2 separate regions of the Rattus norvegicus genome follow, and region 2 is linked to region 1. Evidence: chromatin contacts called from public Hi-C data. All regions are on one chromosome and are shown on one strand. Each heading gives the region's core, a stretch centred on a gene start, on an enhancer-like site or on the middle of the called end of the contact. The rest is flanking DNA. Distances are from core to core; before and after follow the strand shown. Region 1 has its middle 34 kb from the start of Trib1. Region 2 holds the start of Trib1 (tribbles pseudokinase 1).

Region 1 (5,572 bases), core at 961-3,460:
TGTATAGGGACAAAGAGAGCAGAGAGCAGAGACAGAGGGAGTGTCCAAGCAATGACTCACCATTGAGACCCACCCAATGGGCAAGAACCAATCCCTGACACTATTACTGATACTCTGTTATGCTTGCAGTCAGGAGCCTCGTATAACTGTCCTCTGAGAGGCTCCACCCAGCTGTTGATGGAAACAGATACAGAGACTCACAACCAAAAATTAGATGGAGCAGGGGAGTCTTGTGGAAGAGTTGGGGAAAGGACTGAGGGACCTAAAGAGGACAGGGCCTCCACAGGAAGACCCTAACTGGGTCAACTAACCTGGACCCTGGGTGGCCCCCAGAGATTGAGCCACCAACCAAGAGCAAACATGGGCTGGACCTAGGCCCCTGCAATGTGTAGCAGATGAGCAGCTTGGTCTTCATGTGGGTCCCTAACAACTGAAATGATGACCGTCCCTGAATCTGTTGCCTGCCTGTGGATTCCAATGGCCTAGCTGGGCTGCCTTGTCTGGCCTCAATGGGAGAGGATGCACCTAATCCTGCTGTGACTGATGTGCTGGGGAGCACACATGCGTGCGTGCGTGCGTGTGTGCGCGCGAAAGCACACACACACACACACACACACACCACACATACATACACACACACACACCACACATACACACCACACACATACAAACACACCACACACATACACACACACACCACACACATACACACACATACATACACACACACATACACACACACACCACACATACATACACACACACCACACACATACACACACATACACACACATACATACACACACATACACACACATACACACACATACATACACACACACATACACACACACATACACGCACACCACACATACACATACACACATATACACACACACACCACACATACATACGCACACCACTCATACACACCACACACATACAAACACACCACACACATACAAACACACACCACACACATACACACACACACACCACACATACACACACATATACACACACAGCACACACACATACATACATATACACACACCGCACACACACACACCACACACATACATACACACACACCACACACATACACACACACATCACATACACACACACATACATACATACATATACACACACACACACACACACACACACACACAACCAAGGGAGGCCTCCCCTTCTCATAGGAGGAAAGGGCAATTGAGAATGATCTCTGTGAGGGAGTACTGGAAGGGGGTCCTGATATTGGAATGTTAAGTGAATAATTTAAAAAAGAAGAAAGTCCACTGTTTGCCAGAAAGCCGCTCTGGGGATCTAGCCTGCAGCCTGTGCATCTTTGGGGGGATGCTTGAATGAACAGCCAAGACACAGTACCCCACTTCAATACTGATTCCTCCCTGCCTGTCCTCGAGTTACTGGAAGGAACCCAAGGTAAGGGCTGGACCAAGCCCTCGAGTATTTGTCTGTCGTTTTTGAGGCAGCTTACGTCATCCTGGCTGTTTTGAAGCAAGTTGGTACTTTGCAACAGTCTTCATACATCCTCAGGAACTCAGGCTCAGAGCACCTGTTCTCTGAAGGCAGGGTAGTGCCCCAGCCATACGTGCTCCCACCCAATATCAGAGCGGTGTTCCACAGGGCCTGTCTCCACCCTGCCCTGTCTCTGTGCACAGTGTTTGATTCAACCTGGCTGGATACATTTCCAAGAGGCAAGCAAAGTAGAGGACCCCTCTTCCATGCACAGCTAAAGGCTCCTGGGTGAGGAGAAGCTAATGGGAGGCGGCTCAGGTCAGAAATCGAAACTGGCACTTGTCCTCTGAACATCCAGCTGTTCCAAGAACACTCCACTTCCCCAAACCTTGCTTCTGAGTGTCCATCTCCACAGAGCTGAAGGGAGCGAGAACAGACCATCTGTGGCTTGAATGCACCCTCCGAGGCAGCCCCTCAAAGTGTGACTGGTGTCAGTTTGTCCTCAGGTAAATCATAAACTGCCAGCCAGCTATCAGCACACCTTAGCTTGTTTTCCTTGGCTGGCAGCACACAGCCTCCCTTGACATGTGCTCAATATGAGTTACATGTTATTTCAAAGACAAACAGACCCAAGGGGAAAATAGATCTGTAGCTGCAAGGGTTCCTGGGACTCAAGCTGTCTTCTCCCTGAGAAGTGCCCAAGACAGGCAGGGGATGTCACCTGCTTGGACACAGGCAGATAGGGACAAGCTGGTGAGCTCATGTTTACTGACTGGAAGTTGTCTGGAACTCACGACTGAGCTCTGGTGATGTGACCCAGGGCCGACAACACTGGGAGCCCCAACGTAGCATTTGTCCGGCTCAGACTTCTCGTGTGAAGCTCAGATTCATCGGTCAGCACAAACCACTCTTTGTGGAAGTCAGCGCTGTTGGCCGGTCGCAGTGGGCGGGCTAGCATGCCTTGATGGCTAGCCAAAACTTGCTTCCTGCTGGCATTGGTGCAATGTCAAGAGACTTCTTAGTTTAGTGCTGGGTAGGGCTTAGAGGGAGGGTCGTGGGAGAGCCCTGGTAAGTAGAGAAGTTTTGGGCCCCCATCCCTGCAAGAACCCTCCAGCAAACAGCCAGGAGGATGTAAAGTGCCTCAAAAATGCCTGACTGGAACTAGAACTTGGTAGAATACTTAATTAGCATTCATGAAGCCGTGGGTTCCTCTCAGTACTCCCAACTGTAAACCGTGGTGATTTTCATGTGAGTTATCAGTTAGGACAAGGCTTTTCAAAAGTCAACACCTTTTAAAACAATCGCATAAGGAGCAAGCGGTGACAGAAGTGTGATGGGAACACTTGAACAATTGGTGGTCAGGAAGCACAGTCTTGGAAATTTCAACACACACACACACACACACACACACACACACACACACATTAACTGAGGCTCGCTCTGAGTGGAGTGTCTGGTGCACGGGGTGGGTGACTGGAGGTCTCCGTCAAACCCCCAGCATTAGTTTCTTTTTCATCCCTGACAGAAAGAACATGAGGGAGGAAAGCTTTGTTTTGGCTGAGAGTTTCATCAGGAAGTTATCTGTCTACCATGGCCAGGAAGGCATGACACCTGGGAAGGAAGCAGGACCATGTGACAGTGACTCCTGCCACCCATGCTGGGTTGGGAAGTAGGAAACACAGGAGGGAACCGGAAGATACAAACTTCCTCCAGCCAGGCTCAACCTCCTAAAGTGGCGTCACTAAGTAGGAACCAAGTGTCCCAACTCGTGTGTGTGTGTGTGTGTGTGTGTGTGTGTGTGTGTGTGACATTTCACATTCGAACCATAATACATCTGTATACTTCCAACACACATGACACAAAGGTTGGCATGGTGAGGAGGGATGGAAGGTGTTTCTATCTCTCTGTCTTACTGACACTTCACTCGAGGCTGAGCCCTGGGAGACAGATGTGAAAAGATGCTCTCAGGAGAACCATCAAACCCAAGCCAAACAGTGAAATCTTCCCTGGCCAAGAGAGATTCATCAATCAAATTGGGAGGGAGTCCTTCAGCTCATGAGGATGTTAAAAAAAAAAGAAAAGAAAAGGAAAAAGTAGAAGTTAAAAAGACAGGGTAGCCAATACTTCATATTTATCTAAGGATCTTCAAAAAGTAGAGTGGCTGGGCGTGGTGACACACACGTTTAGTTCCAGTACTAGGGAGGCATACAGATCTCTGAGTTCCAGGCCAGTCAAGGCTACTGTGCCAATCTTGCCTCAAATCAACAAGAAAAGGTTATTTTATTTTATGGGTGTGTTTTTGTTTGCATATGGAAGGGCACTGTGTACACTCTTCATGTTCTCAGAGGTCAGACGAGGATGTCAGATCCTGTGGATCTGGAGTTACAGGTGTTCATGAGCTACCATGTGGTTGCTGGGAGCCAAACCTCGGCTCTTTGCAAGCAGTAAGTGCTGCCAACCACAGGACAGTCGGCCTACATTCCTGCTTCTTTTCTTCGACACAGTTACACTCTATAGATCTGTTTTGGAACTCTTAGACATCTACTTTCCTCTGTCTCCCAAGTGCTAGGTAGGATTAAAGGAGTGTGTCACTACACAGTCTTTTGAGCTTTTTCACTTAGAATCTTTATCATCTATCTATCTATCTATCTATCTATCTATCTATCTATCTATCTATCTATCTATCTATCTAATAATTTCTTAAAGAAGCCATTAGCTTCATGAGGCATGGGAGGGGTTGGAGGATGAGAGGGAAATGACATAATCATATTTTAATTAAAAATAAAATAGATTTAAGAAAAGAATATAATGTTAAGAAGCTGTGAGTGGCTATCTGTATATTTGTGCTCTGTTTGGCTCTATAAATCAAACATGAGTCCATTCAGGTATACCTTGATGTCACCTGTGAAGTGTCAGAACCCTGGGCCCTGGCCCAGGAGTCTAGCTAACTGGGCTTAGGATGGACCTGGGAGTCTGAATTCTAATCAGCACTTCAAGTGGCTCATGAAGAGATCCTGGGTCTGACTGTGAGAAACTTAATGTGTTGGGGACACATATGCCTTAGATGGGAGACCACAGCAGAGCACCGGGAGGTCAGAGGGGAGGTTGCATCTGGCAACACGAGCTTCTCATGTTGCTCTGAGAACGAGAGCTTCATTACTTTGTGGCACCAGGGAGTCCTTTCAGGGTAGGGCCTGGAATGCTGTATCTATCTCAGAACTGGGACTTCAAGAGGTTCTGACCTGGGGTGGGCTGGGATTGACACAGGCAGCTGGAGGGAGGGGAAAGGGAGTAAAGGAAGAGATTACAATGAAGATCTTATGTTTGTAATCCAGTGGGTTGTTGTGAGGTGGTAGTAAGGGGCTGGTGCATTGCTTTTCAGTGGTCCACAAAGCCTTGCATCACGTAGTCATGGTTTTGCTCTGGCATCTGGCAGAAGGAGCCTATCATTGGTGTAGGGTATTTTCTCCCCCTTGGTGATGGAGAAGTCCCCTCTTTTGTCTAGGAAATGACAGACAGGTACTGATAACAAAGAAATTCAGCTCAGAACCTAAAGCATAGAGCTTCACACCCTCAGTTAATCAGAGAACCAAGGAAAGGTCCAGAGGGCACTCCAGAGGCTAAGGAAGGACACTGGGCTTTCAAGGGTAGCCTGGATTATGTAGCAAGACCCTCAAATAAGTAAGTAAACAAAAGATTCCAGGACCTGAAGAGTTATTGGCAAATACAGGACAGAGGGCTGGGGTGTGTGTCTTCCATTCCTCACCACCTACGGCTCTTCTAGTGCTCTATAGACTGAGTCCACCTTTAAAAAAAAAAAAGGGAAGTAGTCAGAGAAGCTGGGGACTCCCTCCACAAAAGAACCAGAGTTGCTGAGAATAGGGTTCCCTTAAGGGGTTTCCACATTTGTTCTGTGGCCTGTCCCACCCAAGTAGCTCTTTCTCCTACACCATCAACATAATGACGCTTTAAAGAGTGGGTGTGGGTGGGTGTGGGTGGTTCTAGCTCAGCCCTCTTGGTTGACTTTGGACAACATCAGATTGTCACCAGGCATTGGTTTCCTCTCCTGTACCCAGAACTGTTGGATGAA
Region 2 (5,572 bases), core at 1,124-3,623, 34 kb before region 1:
AGAAGGAACTGATGACTTAGAAGGAGAGACTGACAAAGCAGCCTTATGCCTCCTGCCTATGGTTGTGACTCAGGTCGAAGTAGCCTGGAAGCCCTCACAGGAGGGGATAGACACCTCTATACAGTCTTTTTTTTCCCATCTGTTTGTTTACTGGACCCCCACCCTGGCTGTCCCACCCCCAGAATGGGTAGCAAATCCTCTAAGAAGCTGGTTGGTCTCTTTAAGGGCCTTTTGTTCAGTCTGGTTACTCATATCCTAGACGCAACTGGAAATGGTGACACACGGGCTGTCACCATCTGGATTCAGCTATTATCTGCTCGGAGGAACTGGAAGGGGTTGCACAATGACCCAGACCCACCCCACCTCTGAGGTGGCTGCTCTAGTACCAACTGGGGGGAAAAAAATCTCTCTGCTGCCCTCTCCTCCCGCCCCATCCGTTTCTTTCCCAAAACTGTTCTCATCCACCAAGAAGAGTTTTTCCTCTGGGCTTGACCACGCGTCTGAGATTTCACGCGGGTGGACAGTAGGTGGCAGCAGCAAACGGGGAGGAGGGGCGCGACGCGGAGGGGGGGGGTTGGAGTGGGGGAGGCTTTCAGGTGAGTTGTTGGAAACCCAGATGCCACTTTTAACTCCAGAAGAATGAAAGGAGTCGGTGGGGCCCTCCGTGGCCCGGAGACAGGATGTCCGACTCACAAAGCGCAGACTGCGCAGCCGTCCTCGGCTAGGCGCTCTCCGGGAGAGCCCGGCCATCCTGTATCTAGTTGTACTCCTTCCTAATGTTGCAAGGAAAATTGCCGGCCTCAAACTAAAGCGAGTGGAAGCGAGCCACTGGAAGTTTTCCAACAGTCCGACGCTGGCCATAAGCCCTCCCAGGCCTAAGACCACCCCCTCCTAACACTTCCTGGGGTGGGCTGTATTCTGGTCCCAACCGGAGTTCAAGTCCAGAATCCCCCAGGTAGAAGCCCCACTCCGGTCTATGCAGAAACCATGCCGCGAACCTCCGGCAAAAAGATTGCCAGTTGCTCCAAGTCCCGAGGAAGGTACCCACTGCAGGGCGTCCTTCCAGGACAAGGGGGAGGAGGGGGATGAGAGCAGGGCAATGGCATGGCCCTGGAATCCATTGCAATTCCAAACTTAAATGGAACGCCAGGCGCCAAAGAACAGAACAGAGATAAAAGAACCGAACCCTGCACTTCCTCTAGGCCGCCGAACTTTCACCATTAACATCCACAGGAAACCCCTCAACCTCCAAAAAGACGAAGCTGACCAAAATACCCTCCTTATCCGACTCAATGCCCTTATCTGTTTTGCCAGAGCCAAGCGCTGGCGGGAGCGTGGTCCGGGTGGGTTGGAACTTAAGCACTTCTGTGGACTATCCAGACCCGCAACCTCCGCCCCAGGATGCTTACCTTGCAGCGCAGCTCGCGGCCGGTGTGGATGCACAGTGCCCGGGACACATGCTCGCGCTCAGCTAGGGGTAGCAGCAGGTAGTCGGCGATTCGGCTGGGCCCGGGTGCGCTCACACAGCTGCCGCCGGTCCCCTGCGCCGAGGGTGGAGGCTGAGGACTGCAGGGCGAGCCGGGGGGACTGAGGTAGTCAGGGGGATTCGAGCACTCAGAGAGGCGCGGACACTTGGCCGCCACGGCCGCCGCGTCGTCCGTGTCCAGCAGGCGTTTGGCCGGGGTGCCCCGGGCAGCCGGGAACAGTAGAGCCGGTCCGCGGGGCTGCGAGGCGCCGCTCAGGGCAAAACGCACGGGACCGACCCGCATCGCGGCCCTGGCCGGAGCGGCCCCGGCTTTGTAAATCCCTGGATCCGCGCTACGACTTCCAGTCCGCGGGATGGAGTCTGCAGATAGAGCTTGGATCGGTCCCCAAAAGGAGCAAAACGAGAGCAGTTCCAGGACGCTGATGTTGTACACGAGAACCACACTGGCCACGCGTCCAAGGGTGGGAGGCCGGCTAAGGTCCCCAGACCCCGGCAGGCACCAGGTCTGGACGCCTCGCTGGCGGTGGCGGCCGCTATTGTTGCCGAGACCGTGGATAGCCCGGGACGTGGAGGCCGCCCGAGTTCCCGGGTGCTGAGCCTGGAGGACAGATTCCGCAGGCTCGTTGGCTTCACCGAGCAAACGCACTTCCCAAAGCAATTAGTCTTGAGTAAAAGCCGGTGCAACTTTTCCGCGCCGCTCGGGATCCTGCGCGCTCCTGGGCTCCAGGCGTGTGAGCGAGCGAGACGCGCTTAGAGAGAGTGACTGAATATGAGTGTGTGCCGCACTGATCCCGGCCAGTGCACTCCTTCTCCTTTTCCTCCACCTCCTCCGCCTCCCGGTGACTCACGCTGTATACACACACACACACTCACAGCCCGGGCTGTGTAAACAGTTGGGAAGCCGGGTTGTGCAATGAGGTGGCAGCGACGACTCCGGCCCCGTCGCCCGGCTAGCAGTCACCGGAGCGGAGGGAGGAGACTTAGGGGGAGAGGAGGTGGAGTTGGAGGCTGGGACAGTAGGGGTGGCCGGAGGCCTGGAGATGCTCCCGACCGCGCGCGCCTAGGCGCAGGTGGGAACGTCCTGGGACGCCTTGGGCGCGCACACGCCCCCCTAGGTTGGGCTGGGCAGCAGGCTGCGCGCGCCCTACCGCAGGCCCGCGGGCTGGTAGCCCAGGGAGGAGGCGGAGGAAAAGCTCCCGTGACGTCAGGTTCCCGGGGAAGTGGGCGGGAGGGGCGGGGCAGCGGGGGCGAAACGACTGCGGATTGGTGCACGCGCATCATTCACACAACACAATGGATCCCGAGCTCCGGGCGTCCGCGCGCACCTCCAGGCTCCGCACCGGCAACTGGCTGCGACCCAGCGGTCACGCCTTTACCCTGGTGGGTTCCCCCCGCCGCTCTGCATTCTGGGGAGCTCCCGGTGGAGCTGTGGGCGCCGCCGAGTCGCGGCTGCAGCCGGAGGAAGGGGCGAGAGGAAAGGTGATGAATTCCATTATCAGTCATTCACCCCCACGCGGTAGTTCCGGGGAAGACCTGTGCGTGGTAGTGAATGTGGCTTTTTTTTTCCCCTCTTTTCCTGCCCCCTCCCAACTCTAATCCCCAGCGTCTGTTCGCTTCCACAAATAGAACCTTCTGTTGGATGAAATAAAAGCAAACACTGGGCCTTCTGCTCTGCCTCCACCTCCACGCCCCTCCCGCGCCTGCCGCCCGCCCGGATTGCACGGAAATAGCCTCTCCAAGCTCCTGGGCCGCCCCTTCGCGGTGACTCGCAGAAAGAGCTTCCTGAGCTCCGGCCGGTGGGAAACAAAGGATGTGGGGAACTGGCGGAAGGAGCCCACGTGGCTGGCGCCAGATTCCTGTCCCCTCCAGCCTGCATACGCGCCGGAGGGTCTAGGGCGCCAATGCGGCCGGGAGTATTAGATACTGAGCTACGGGTCATTCTATCCACTGCTTGGGATACTAGGTCGCGTGTATACGTTCATGCAGTTTTGAGTTGTGTAAACAGCTTGCAACCACATTTTGTGTTGCTGGGTTTTGTTTGTTTGGCTTTTTTTTTTTCTTTCTTCCTCTCCACTTCTTTCGCAAACCAGGTCAGTTTGGAGTCTGGATCCTCACGAAGCATAGAAACTATTATCAAAATCCTTTCTTGTATTTATGCTGAATAATTAATTTTCTAAAACCAGGTCAAGCCCAAAAATAAATCCTTTTCATTATTAATTCTCCAGCCATTCAACAAACGCTAATTAAGCATCTCCAAGGGTTAGGCGCTGGGGATTAGGAGACTTAAATTGAAACAGTAATGATAATTGGCATCAGTTGTGGCGTGAGGGGGCGGGGGGGGGGCAGGCTCCTTGTTCTCGGCACTTGTATTTGGTATGCACTTTAGTTTTTGCACTCACTTTATAGGGTTACATTTTGCTCCATTTGATTCAAAAACAAAAACAGAAGCCTAGAACCCTTAACCTCCTTGCTGTGATTCAAAGACTACCGGAAGCAGTCAAGCTCTCCAGCACTCTTATAAACTCAGAGGAGACCACAACTTGCCAAGAAAGGAACCGTTAAGGAGGCCTCCGTCAGATTATGAGAACTGACCAGAGGAGAGCTATCTATGAACAGCAGCTTGGCCAGGAGAGGGAGGGATGCACAGAAGGGCAGGGCACTCTCCCCGAAGGGAGAATCTTGACAGGTTGTGGGGATCGAGGGTGTTTAGGACATAGCGCTAGATGCTAAGGTTTTTCTACCTGGCAAGATTCTCTCCTGAGCTGCCGAGCTGCAAGCTGGGCTTGTCGCTGGATAATGAACCCAGTACTATTATGGGTATCTTAACCTGAATGCTGTAACTTCCCTTTAGCCTCTTCTGGGAGAGACAACACCACAGAGCACTGTTGCCATGAGCTGAACAGGGACCCTCTTCTATCCTGCTCAGCTCCCTGATGGCCTTCACAAACTCACTGGGCTTTTTTGCCCAGTATGACCAGTGGGAGGCTCTGGAAGACCATGAGCAGGTGGGAGGCAGAAGAGAGTTACCAGGATTCATCCTTCTCCCTGCTTGGGCATCCATCGATAGCAACCTCTCTGTGTGATGATTGTCTGGACAGCTGCACTCCTCTTAGAGACTAGATTTTTCTCCCTGGTTGCTGCAAGGGAATATCATTGCTGTGACTGAAAAGGGCCGAGCTGCCCCTCACGGGAGGTCCACATCCAATGACTGTATGGTGGAAGGATAAAGCCCAGTCCATTTGCTAGGACCTGGATTACCTCTGCATTCCCCGTTTCCAAGCTTCCAGCTGGAGGAACAGAAACCTTAGATTTCAGTAAGCCTAGCTATTCCTCCTGCCCTATCCAGCTCTTTTCCTGCCTTCCCTTGCTGGGCACCTCATCCTCCATTCTGTTTCTCATTTCCAGTGGAGTATACTGCCTGGGGAGCCTAGTCCATGGGATCCTCTCTGCTGGGACCCAGCTCACTCCAAGGATTCTGGTCTCCTGGGATCAGGTGACATCATCTTATCCTCCAGTCCTAGGGTGACAGCAACTTCCTGATGCTAAATTCTGAGTCACCCACAGGACTATTCTTTGTTCTTTGATTTCTGCTCTTTGGATACTTTTGGAACTAGTTCCCCATAGGAAATCCATCTTGGTAAATTTGTTGACCTGAATTCCGTTTCCTTGTCTAGCACCTTCTCCACCAACCCTCAACTTAGTGCAAGACTATATACTAACTTCCTTCAGTGAGCTTCTGAACTGTAAAACATCCTTTCAGCCAACAGCAAATACCTACTGTGTGTCAGGGTACCTACTAAGTGCTGTGGACAAATGAAAGCTGCCTCCCTCGATTCCTTTTTCACACAACAATAGAGGAACCCTTGAAACTTGAACCTGATGGCAGCGGGCTCTGGCTTAACCCTGAAGGACTCAGAGAGGAAAGCCACATCTCATTAGAAAAGCAGGCCTTCGTTCAGGTCTCACTTCTGTTTCCAGACTTGCCTTTTTCATCTCCTGGTCTCTGTCCTATTTGTGCTAGATCCTGGCAGGGCCCCAAACACACCTGCCAATTCACACCTCTGCACAGTTGCCTGAAATGTTCCC

The links. Hi-C and Micro-C count contacts between places; a contact is called where the count stands out from the background.
Region 2: a contact with region 1 is called in a Hi-C map of mammary epithelial cells, with 2.8 times the contacts expected there. The contact joins the promoter of Trib1 here to the enhancer-like site in region 1. A contact is called at or near these places in 3 of 12 Hi-C or Micro-C datasets (frontal cortex, liver and mammary epithelial cells).

What each region holds. Positions count from the first base shown.
Region 1 is chr7:93,058,754-93,064,325 of GRCr8, reverse strand. It overlaps a transcript of Nsmce2 not described here. Among named protein-coding and RNA genes, the nearest start is that of Trib1, 34 kb to the left of the region's middle. Within about 2 kb of position 2,210, at least 45 of the 93 cell types and tissues checked have an H3K27ac peak or open chromatin away from gene starts, as enhancers often do. A contact at or near this core is called in liver, where this site is marked.
Region 2 is chr7:93,092,802-93,098,373 of GRCr8, reverse strand. Trib1 (tribbles pseudokinase 1) reads right to left here and starts at 2,373. Exons shown (of 3, transcript NM_023985.1): 1 at 1,410-2,373. The coding sequence starts at 1,769. It overlaps LOC690120 (hypothetical protein LOC690120), which reads left to right and starts at 2,781. Exons shown (of 2, transcript NR_131067.1): 1 at 2,781-2,965; 2 at 3,113-3,703.